2 separate regions of the Mus musculus genome follow, and region 2 is linked to region 1. Evidence: chromatin contacts called from public promoter capture Hi-C data. All regions are on one chromosome and are shown on one strand. Each heading gives the region's core, a stretch centred on a gene start, on an enhancer-like site or on the middle of the called end of the contact. The rest is flanking DNA. Distances are from core to core; before and after follow the strand shown. Region 1 overlaps Brca1 (breast cancer 1, early onset). Region 2 overlaps Meox1 (mesenchyme homeobox 1).

Region 1 (5,169 bases), core at 1,537-4,036:
GATGGGACTCTGGGCTTCATTATCTGGTGATGAACTAAATGAAGATGCGCTTACAAAGAAAGTATTCAAGGAGAGAGCTTTACAAGCAGCTTCCCTTGCATGAGCTACTGTTTCTTTCTGAGCATGGAAATATGACAAGGCACGTGTGGAGACCAAGGTCACTTGACTGAATGATGAACAGACTTGAGTCCCTAATAGTCAAAGGAGGGCCTCAGGGTCCAGAGGACTGTACAGGAAGGGTTGCAGGAGGAACTTGAGCAGCAAGTCATGTAGGACTTCAGTGAAGAAACTCCGAGAAGGCTCACTGCCCTCATCTGTTCCTAAGCACCAACTCCTCCTGTGGGTGGCCTGCCGCACACCAGGATTCTCTAAATGAAAACTTCCCTTACTCCTGATCCCTCTGCCTCCACACCCCAACTGCTGGGATTACCAACATGACCACCAAAGCCCACTTTCTACTTGAAAACATAAGGTGAAGCTCCTGAAACCAAAGATCTCGTCTTATAAATCAGAAAACCCAGGAAGCAGATCTTCACTTTGTGATCTATCACTGTAAGGATTTCATCTGAATGGGTCTTATTTTCACATGGCTTTCTGAAATGATGGGGCTACCTATAACTACTCTCTAACAACGAAGTGCAAGAACTATTTCTATTTCCTATGGGGTCCATAGCATCTCCTTCTAAACACCCAGAGAAGAACATGAATTAAGATTCCCTTGGGTCCCTCTCAGTGGCACAGCTCTCGTGAGCAGGGACTAGGTCTAAGGTTCCCAAGTTACTCGTGGAGCAACTCAGTAAACCTGCACTGAGCAAAGATCACACAATGTTGGAACTCAGTCCTCACTCTTCGAAGGAAACAGAGGGTCGAGGGAGGGAAGAAGTTTGCTTGTAACACTGGCATTTGTTCAGCACTACACACCTGCTCCTGACATGTTTGGTTCCAGATCTGGCAGGTCTTCCAGGGCACAAGGGTCCGCTAGGAGGGAAGGGGAGTGGCCAGAAGGCTGGTTCCCACGCTGCTCCAGCACAGCTTCCAGGTGAGCCATTTCCTGCTGCAGCTTTATCAGGTTATACTTCATGGTCGCCCGCTGCTGCAAAACCAAACAAGAACACCAAGAAAGTTATATACTCTGAGAGATGTGCCACGAAGTAAGAATATGTCACAGCAATTAATTTTAGCATGGGAGCTGAGATCACCTAATATGGAATTATGAGTTCTGGCTGAATACCCTTTAATCCAACCATACTCATGTGGTTAATGACCTTGCAATTGTTTGAAAATGATGTTGGAGGAGAGTGCACCCTCGAGCTCTTCCAGATAGATCTGCTTCACTGTAGCTCCTCATTTTCTTTTAAAGATGGGGGACAGACTGGGGTAATTACAGTACTTTAAGCTTAAATTCACAAGAATCTGTTCACAAACTATATAAACTGTGTTCTAAAGACTCGCTACTGTGAGATAAGACATTTAATTAGTCTACAAAATGCCTAGTTAAAAAATTTTTTTTAAGTTCAGGTTTATGAATGATTTATCTCCATGTGCGTGCCCGATGCTCTCAGAGGTCACGGAAGGGCATTGAAGCCATCAGCTGGAGCTGAATCCAGGTCCTCTGAACTGAGTGGTCTGTTAACCACTGAGCCCCTTCTCCAGCCCCATTTATTTATTTCTTATTATTTTTAAAATTTAAAAATGTATTTGTAGCTGAGTGAAAAGATACATCGCTGTGCTTAGATCCAAGTAAATTTAGTTTTTACATGGATTCAGTGTTGAATAATTTCCTACGATGTTCTAGAAAGCCTATAACAAGTTGCTGTTTTCTTTTTCTTTTCTTTTTTATAAAAGATTTATTTATTTATTTATTTATTTATTTAACGTGTGTGAGTGCACTGTAACTGACTTTCAGACACACCAGAAAAGGGCATCAGATGCCATTACAGATGGCTGTGAGCCACCATGTGGTTGCAGGGATTTGAACTCAGGGCTTTTGGAAGAGCAGTCAGTTATCTTAACCGCTGAGCCACCTCTCCAGCCCAAATTACTGTTTTCAATTCAAGAAAATGAACTCTTCTTTCCCATAGGTTCATACTGTTTACTGATCCACCTTAAGACGTAATCTAGCTACCTTTAATCCCAGTACTTGGGAGGTAGAGGCAGGTAGATCTTTGTGAGTTCAAGGCCAGATTGCAGAGTGGTCTACAAAGTGAGTTCCAGAATAGCCAGAGTTGTTACACAGAGAAACCTTGTCTTGAAAGCAGAAAACAAAACAAACAAACAACAACAACAACAACAAAACAAACAAAAAAAAAGAGTAATTTCAGCTAAGCATAATAGCTTTAATAGCAGTAGTTGAGTTGAGTTGAGGCCATCCTGGTCTATATAGTGAGTTCCAGGATAGCCAAGACTACACAGTGAGATCCTGTCACAGACAATCTAGCAAGTCTAAGGTATTTGACAAGCAAAGGATGTGGACAAATAAAGAATTTCCCAATATGTATGTCTCTTCATCACTTTTAGAAGAAATGCCGATGCTAGGTTTTCAGCTGCTGGAGGGGAACAAAATCTGTTTCACCTTCTCTGTCTTTTGACCTTGAAAGTGACTTTGCTTTCCACTAAAATCAAGCCATATTCTTCCTACAGCTATGATAAATTCATAGTTCCCAGGAGAACTTTATGATGAAAAAACCAAATAAACAAAACGTAATTTCGAGCTTTACAAAGGTTCCCACTGCTACTGAGACTGTAATGCTGCCAACATCTGCAGTGCCACCAATGCCACCACGTGGTACCCGTGAGTACTGACATCACTGATCAAATCCTAGCCAAGGCCCCACACAGATATCAGACCAATTCTTTAAAAGCTGAATTAATAACACTCACAGCTATGCCATCTAACTTCCACATGGCCAGTAAACATACCAGAAAATCAGAAAGAAAAGTAATCGGACCACTACTGCAGTGGCTTTTCCTACAGGAAGGAATGTAAAACTTAAGACAATTCTACTATAGGTATAGGTGCTCAAATGCACCAGGGAGGACAAAGCCAGACAGGTTACCACGTTTATCTCTTTACATCAAGAATCCTTTTTCCAAAAGGGCCTCAAATGGCGTAACACAGCTCAGTTAATAAGCTAGTATTTTTCAGCGCTAAAGAACTTCGTCATTACTGCCCTCAAGTCAAAGTTCAGATTCCTAGATAAACCATTCCAAAGTCTGAGGACAGCTTGATCCTATCTGTTATTGACGCCCAGCATTTCCCATCAGCCCAGCTTTCTAGAGACACTAGACTGCTCAGTGGCGGTCCCTATGCATTCAGGCCATCTGTATCTTTGCCTCAGTTCCCACATCCCCTCTTTTCCCATTTGGTAATCTTTTCTAATCTTTCAAAGCCCAGCAATACCTGTCTATCAGGACAGCAGTGTGCCTCATTACGTGGCTCAGGCTGCCAAAGCATCACTACATTCAGGGGAACACACAACTTCCCTGATGGGAGGAGGAATCCTTGTTGATTTTGTGTTCTTTTTGTTTTGAAGAGCGGTCTATGTATCCTCGGCTAGCTTCAAAGTTGAGATTCCCCTGTCTAAGCTTCCCTCACACTGGGAATGCCAAGGTCATGGGCGTACAAGGTATGCAACCCTAAGTCCCGTACCACTGCCCATCACAGAGGAACTTCACAGCCAGTGTTTAATATGAAAATGGACAAATGAATTAAATCTTTGAGTTACAAAATGGGGGGGGGGGAGGTAGGAGGGTTGGCAAGATGGTTCAGTGTGAAAAGGTACTTGCCACCAAGCCTAATGACATGAGGTTAATCCTTAGGTCCTACATAGTGGGTGGGAGGAGACAATCTTGCACCTTCACTGCACACACACCCACACTACACATATACTATACACACACCATGAGCATCACAAAGTATATCAGTGATTCCACATGAGGCACTCTGTATCATCTCTTACCCTTCAGTTCTATATGAACATAGGGAAAGTCCATTGCAATCATTTTGCTTGTCCGTGCAACTCAACATCAAAGCTACCTGTCTTGAATAGATACTTGATATAAAAACACTTAAAACAATGAATCCTGATCAAATAATGAGCATCTTTCTGGGAATAGGATCAGAGACCCAAGAAACAACACAGTAGTGTATTGAATGTCAGATTTAATACAGTATGGCTAAGACAGATGGAATAAAAAGCTGAAACTTAAAAAACAAGCAGCTAAGGGACAGAATTAGGTGACAGACATATTGACAGAGCCCCAAATAAATCCAGAAAGGACCATGAGAAGATTTAAGTCTTTTAATCAATTTTTGTCTTATTTTGTTAAGACAAGGTGTCACTTTGTAGGCCTGGCTGGCCTGGCATTCACCATGTAAACCAGCCTGGCCCGGAACTCAGAGATCCACCTGCCTCTGCCACTGGGGTGCTGGAACCAACAGGGGATGCTGTCTTTGGTGACAACAAAGTGACCTTAGTAATACTAAGAATTCCCAGTTTCATTTAGTTTTGTACTTTTTAAGAAGAGAAGACGGGGGGACTGGTGAGATGGCTCAGTGGGTAAGAGCACCCGACTGCTCTTCCGAAGGTCAGGAGTTCAAATCCCAGCAACCACATGGTGGCTCACAACCATCCGTAACGAGATCTGACTCCCTCTTCTGGAGTGTCTGAAGACAGCTACAGTGTACTTACATATAATCAATAAATAAATCTTAAAAAAAAAAAAAAAAAAAAAAAAAAGAAGACAGCTGGAGAGATGGCTTAGCAGTTAAGAGCACTGACTGTTCCTCCAGAGGTCCTGAGTTCAAATCCCAGCAACCACATGGTGGCTCACAACCATCTGATTATCTTCTGGAGCGTCTGAAGACAGCTATAGTGTACTTACATATAATAAAATAAAATCTTTAAAAAAAAAAAAGAAGGGGAAGAAAAGTCACTCGTATGCTGCAGCTAAAAGCACATTTATGCTTTAAGAGAAACAGAAGCTATAGCAAGATGATTCAAACCACACCACGGGACCAGTGAGTCAGCTCACTTGCCACCACAGGAGGACCTGATTTGATCCTCAGCACTGCCGCACAGACTGTGTCACCTGACCTCCACACATTTACCCTGGTGGCATATCCACATACATACATACAAATATGTATGTTAAAAAAAAGAAGCCGGG
Region 2 (5,150 bases), core at 1,474-3,973, 360 kb after region 1:
ATGTGCAGGTAGGTTCATGTGCACATGTGTGGATACACATGCATATTTTATATGTATGGGTGTTTTGCCTGTAAGTACATATGTGCACCATACGTGTGCACAGAACTCAAGGAGGCCAGAGGAGCAGAGAAGGTTGTCAGATCCCCTGGAACTGGAGTTACAGACCACTGTGAGTCACCATGTGTGTGCTGGGAATTGAACCAGGGTCCTCTGAAGGAGCAGTCAGTGGCGTTTGTTTGTTTGTCTGTTTTAAGATTTATTTATTTTATTTCTATGAGTACACTATAGCTGTTTTCAGATACACCAAAAGAGGGCATTAGATCCCATTACAGATGGTTGTGAGCCACCATTTGGTGGCTGAGAACTGAACTCAGGACCTCTGGAAGAGCAGTCAGTGCTCTTAACTGATGGGCCATCTCTCCAGCTTCTGAGTAGTCAGTGTTCTGTGCGTGCGTGTGTGTGTGTGTGTGTGTGTGTGTGTGTGTGTGTGTGTGTGTGTGTGCGCGCGTACACACTTTTGCAACAAAGTCTCTCACTAACCAGAAACTCACTAAGTATGCTAGCACTTCATCCACTGAGCTTCTTGCCTCAGTCCCAAGTTTTAAGTGTGTGTGTGGGAGACACAGAGAGAGAGGGGGGGGGAGAAGGAGAGAGAGGGAGAGAGAAAATCTGTATGCACATTTGGGTGCTATGCCCATAGAACCACAAGAGGATGTCAGATCCCCCTGATGTTGGAGTTACAGGCAGTTGTGCGCTGATGTCCCTGCTGAGAACATCCTAGCCACTGAGCCATCTCTCCAGCCCCATACCCATCTCCTGAAGAACCTGTGAGAGGGCGCTTTGGTCTAGGTGACTTCCCTCCTTTCTCTCTTTCCTTCTAGACATTGTCTGGATAATCATTAGACGAGCGTCAGCATTACACATGAGAGCCATGACTCTGAAATCTATAAGGAAAAAGGCTGGAAACTGCATTTTTTTGTTGATTTATTTCTCTGAGAGTTTTCTTACAAAGTGAATTGACCTTGCACAATTAGCTTGATGTAATCTTAGGAAAAAAAAACATATGAAATATGCTGTAGGGGAAAACTGATACATGCTCTAACTTGCCATCTCATTTGACAATCATTTTCCACAGCTTCTGTCTTGATGGGGTGGGGAAGGGAACTGGGGTTATTTTTAAACACTCACAATCAGATCTCCATGCAAGAAATTCAAATACTTGCTGACCCTCCTTCTGCAACATCAGCAGGATCTGGGAGATCCACCATCTAATACTGAGGCACACAGGGGTCTCTTCCAAGGAGACTGTTGCCTGAGGCTGTTTTCCCACCAGTCCTCACAGGAGCATCCTCAGAAGTTGGGTCTGAGATCTGAGCTGCGCATGTGTGTGAACCTGGGAGGTCTTCCCACAAAGCTTTTTCCGGAACACGCAGGATAGGTCCAAATGCATCCCATGGAGGAAGATGGGTTGTTTTCCTGTCCTTATCTGCAGTCAGAGTCCTTGGAGAACACAAGACGCTGCAGCCTGAGAACGTTCTACTTCCAAGGTCCACGTATCTCAGTCCTCATCCATCAGCTCTTGTGCTATCCTCTCCGTCCTTAGACACAGGAGCCACTTCCTAACCTTCAACTCAACGGTGTGAACATCTGGAGAGAGGTTTGCTTTTACAAGTCACCAGCTGGTACCAAGGAATGGATTCTGCATAGGCCAGATGGGGCCAGACCCAGAGGAGACCCTGATGTAAGAGGGGGATGCTAGGTGTGGGTAGTAGCCAAGAGACCCAGAAAAGAGGGCCCCAGGCTCTGTTTCTATAGTTTCCCAGTCCTTTGGAGTTCAAGAGAGAGTGGGAAGTTGAAGGCCTGGGGAAGGGGCTGCTGAGATGTAAGGACGCTGAGCTAAGCCTTCTGGGAAATTCAAGGCTCCCACATACTGGGCAACTTCACACCTTAGAGTGTGTGCAGGCTGCCCTGGGTGGGTCCAGAGATGTGAGAGGGTGGGACCGGGTGGTGGGAACTGGAGAGGGGGTTCCTTCAGTCTTTCTTGGTTTTGGTCTTTGGAGCATCTCACTCTGAACTTGGAGAAGCTGCAGAGTCCCCATCCTCTCGGTCCTGCTCCTGTGGGGACACAGGCTGACCCCCCTTCACACGTTTCCACTTCATCCTCCGGTTCTGGAACCAGACTTTGACCTGAAAGAGGAAGCAAAAGGATCAGGTCTCTCCAGGGTTAGGGTCACCCCCTCGCCACGTTGCTCAAGATCTGGAACCCTCACTTGTTGATACCCCATAAGGATCCAGGGACCACACAGGTCCGCACTAAGGCCTGCCTACTCTCTGGATGTGGGCAGAGGTGGAAAGTCTCTGACAATTACTCTGGGCTTCCCCCACCCCCCTTACATGCCCTGTCTCCTTGACAACAGGGCTTGCACAATTCCCATGTAAACAATTGCCTTGGTGACTCTGAGGCAAATGCTGATTCAAGTTTGAGGGAAATCAGACCACACATGTCCCAGTTCTTGTTCACATGAGAAGTACCCCGGGGGACCGTTGGAAAACTGGGCTCCCTCCCAGATCAATTACAGATTCTCCATCGGTGGAATTCTGATAACTCTCCATGGGGTGGTCTTCGGTACCGCTGTGGCTGGGTAAAGGGGGGGGGGGCAGGCAGGGGTGACTGGGAAGGGAGGCGAGAAGACAGCAGCGCAAGCACCCAGGCCCCACCTGCCGCTCAGAAAGGTCCAGGTTGACTGCAATCTCATATCTCCGGAGCCGGGTCAGGTAGTTGTGGTGGGCAAACTCTGCCTCCAGCTCCCGTAGCTGCTCCTTGGTGAAGGCTGTCCTCTCCTTCCGGGCTTTGCTGCTGCCTTCTGGCTTCCCTCCTCCGTTCTCCTGGTTGTCTGTGAAAAGAAGACCCCCACATGGGGGAGACATAGTGAGCTCATGACATGAGAGGGCTCATTCTCATCCATCCATTAGTTTGTAAACAGTTGGGCAGCATTTCCTCGTCTGTCTCGCTTTTAAATTACACTGAGAAGCCCTGGCATCCCTCATTCCTTCCAGCATCTTGTCCCTAAGATGGTCCCAGTCTCAAGTGTACTCTGCTCACTTCCGTTCCCCTCGTTAGATTTTCACTTCCTGAGGCAGGCAAAGCACTGCTTGGCTGTTTAACGTCTGTAGTCCCAGCCTGACTCTGGGAAGGCCTCAGTAGCCTGCAGCTCAGGGGTCTCCACACTTCAAGACAAACAAAGTTCCTAGGAAGGGAGGTGTGGCTGAGGATACCCTCCAGCCTTGCCAGGGTATTTTGGGTATTTTGGTATTCTGGCCCTGGGCCCCATGCCTGGTCTGGGGAAGGCATTTAGCACTGTGAGACCAGGAAAGAGGGTGTGCTCCCAGCGTGAGCTTCGACTGAAAACTTGTGTGAAGTAGATAGAAATCACTGCTGAGTCACAAACTCACTGGAGTAGGATGGGAAAATCAACACTTGTGTGTGTGCATGTGTGTGTGTGTGCTCACCTGTGTGCGTGTGTATGTGTGTGCACATTATTTGTGTGTATGTGCATATATGTGTATGTGCACATATGTGTGTGTGTGCATGTGTGGCAGCCAGATGTCAGCATTGGCTGTCTTTCTGTGTCACCCTCTAACTTAGGTCTTAAATAATGTATGTATGTATGTATGTATGTATGTATGTATGTATGTATGTTTGTATGTATGTATGTTTGTATGTTTGTATGTATGTAGTGGGGAGGACAGCTTCTGAGAGTTGGTTCTCTCCATTTGCTGTAAGGTTCCAGAGACTGAACTCAGTGTGTTAGGTTCTTCAGTAAGAGTCTTTGCCCACTGAGCCATTTCAATGGTTTCTCTACCTTAGTTTTTGAGACTAGGTCCTTCACTGAACCCGGAGCTGGCCGGTTTGGCTAGACGGGTTGACCAGTATGCCCAGGGACCCTCCTGTCTCTACTTGCTCATTCCTCAGATTCCAGGCATTTACCACCATGTCCAGAATTGTGTTTTTAAACATGTGTTCCGGGGCTTGGGCTCAGGTCCTCATGCTTGCACAACTGGCTCTTTATCAACAGAAGCAACACAGCCCCAGCCCCGCAACAACCTGTTTAGACAAGCCCTCCTGATGATCATTCTGGATCATTCTGGTCAAGTTTATACAGCACTGCTTTAAGACCGGGTCACTGGACTGTTCCCTGGACCCCAGCTGCATCACCACGTCAGGGAAGCTGGTCACTCACACTGAAGTCGGCCCCAGGAGGCCAAATCTGGAGAACCTTCCGGAAGCCTGAGGACTGGGCTTCTGTTAGACACAGGGGCTCAGTCCTAACCCACGACAGGGCCAGCAAACAGTGTCTGCACCGGCATTTACTTCTTCCTCGCCACAGCACTCCAACCAAGTGGTTTCAGCATTGACCACATTTTATAGACCCGAACTCCAAACACACAGTTCACCTAGCTGCTAAGTGGTGGAGGCAGGACTCAGACCCAGGCAGTTTAATCCACACTGTCTTTGAAGAGTTCACGAACTGTGAAGTCTGGTGTTGATAGAAGGGGCTGCGTCTTGGATGAAGAGCAGGCCGCTGTGCCTCTCTCCCTTAGCAGCAGTTAGCGGTGGAGTAGAGCAGTAGTCACAGGCAGGAGACTAACATACTTGTATAATTCACAAAGTTGGATAGCCAACTGTCACAGGAACCTTTCCTGCCTTGGGGGGGGCGGGCGGGCATAATGTGGCACTTTCTCTTTTATGACTCTTGTTAATCTTGGAGACCTTGGGTGGGGGAATGTGCGTTCTGTGAGCTGCCTGCACCTTTGTTTACTTTCGTTCCCTCATGAGAATTGGCCCACACAGCTGACTGAGGCTGTTGGTCCTCAGAGGCCTGGAGTCTAAACCACCTACATCCAGGGTGGGTGGAAGAATGCAGACTGGGATGAGTTCGGCAAGGGAAACCGCCCACACCCTTAGCTGTGAAGCCAACTTGTGGAGATGTCTGGGGACCCCATTTTAACCCCGAGATCCAGTTTGTAACTCTGGTGCTGACTGCTTCCCTTGTACTTCAGTTTCTTTAGCTGTCATCTGGCCGCCAGGGAAGGAAAGAAGGGCTCAGGAAGGTGGTTGGAAGGCACAGGGAGTGGGGCGGGTGAGGGTG

Evidence for each region. Promoter capture Hi-C pulls out the DNA fragments that hold promoters and counts their contacts.
Region 2: a promoter capture Hi-C map of liver shows a contact between it and region 1, with 4 times the contacts expected there. The contact joins two enhancer-like sites. A contact is called at or near these places in 1 of 39 promoter capture datasets (liver) and 1 of 9 other capture datasets (pancreatic islet).

Annotation. Positions count from the first base shown.
Region 1 is chr11:101,516,350-101,521,518 of GRCm38.p6, forward strand. Brca1 (breast cancer 1, early onset) reads right to left here. Exons shown (of 23, transcript NM_009764.3): 12 at 922-1,093. Among named protein-coding and RNA genes, the nearest start is that of Brca1, 33 kb to the right of the region's middle. Within about 2 kb of position 2,787, at least 7 of the 459 cell types and tissues checked have an H3K27ac peak or open chromatin away from gene starts, as enhancers often do. A contact at or near this core is called in liver, where this site is marked.
Region 2 is chr11:101,876,543-101,881,692 of GRCm38.p6, forward strand. It overlaps Meox1 (mesenchyme homeobox 1), which reads right to left. Exons shown (of 3, transcript NM_010791.3): 2 at 2,719-2,894; 3 at 968-2,187. The coding sequence ends at 2,065. Among named protein-coding and RNA genes, the nearest start is that of Meox1, 15 kb to the right of the region's middle. Within about 2 kb of position 2,724, at least 30 of the 459 cell types and tissues checked have an H3K27ac peak or open chromatin away from gene starts, as enhancers often do. A contact at or near this core is called in liver, where this site is marked.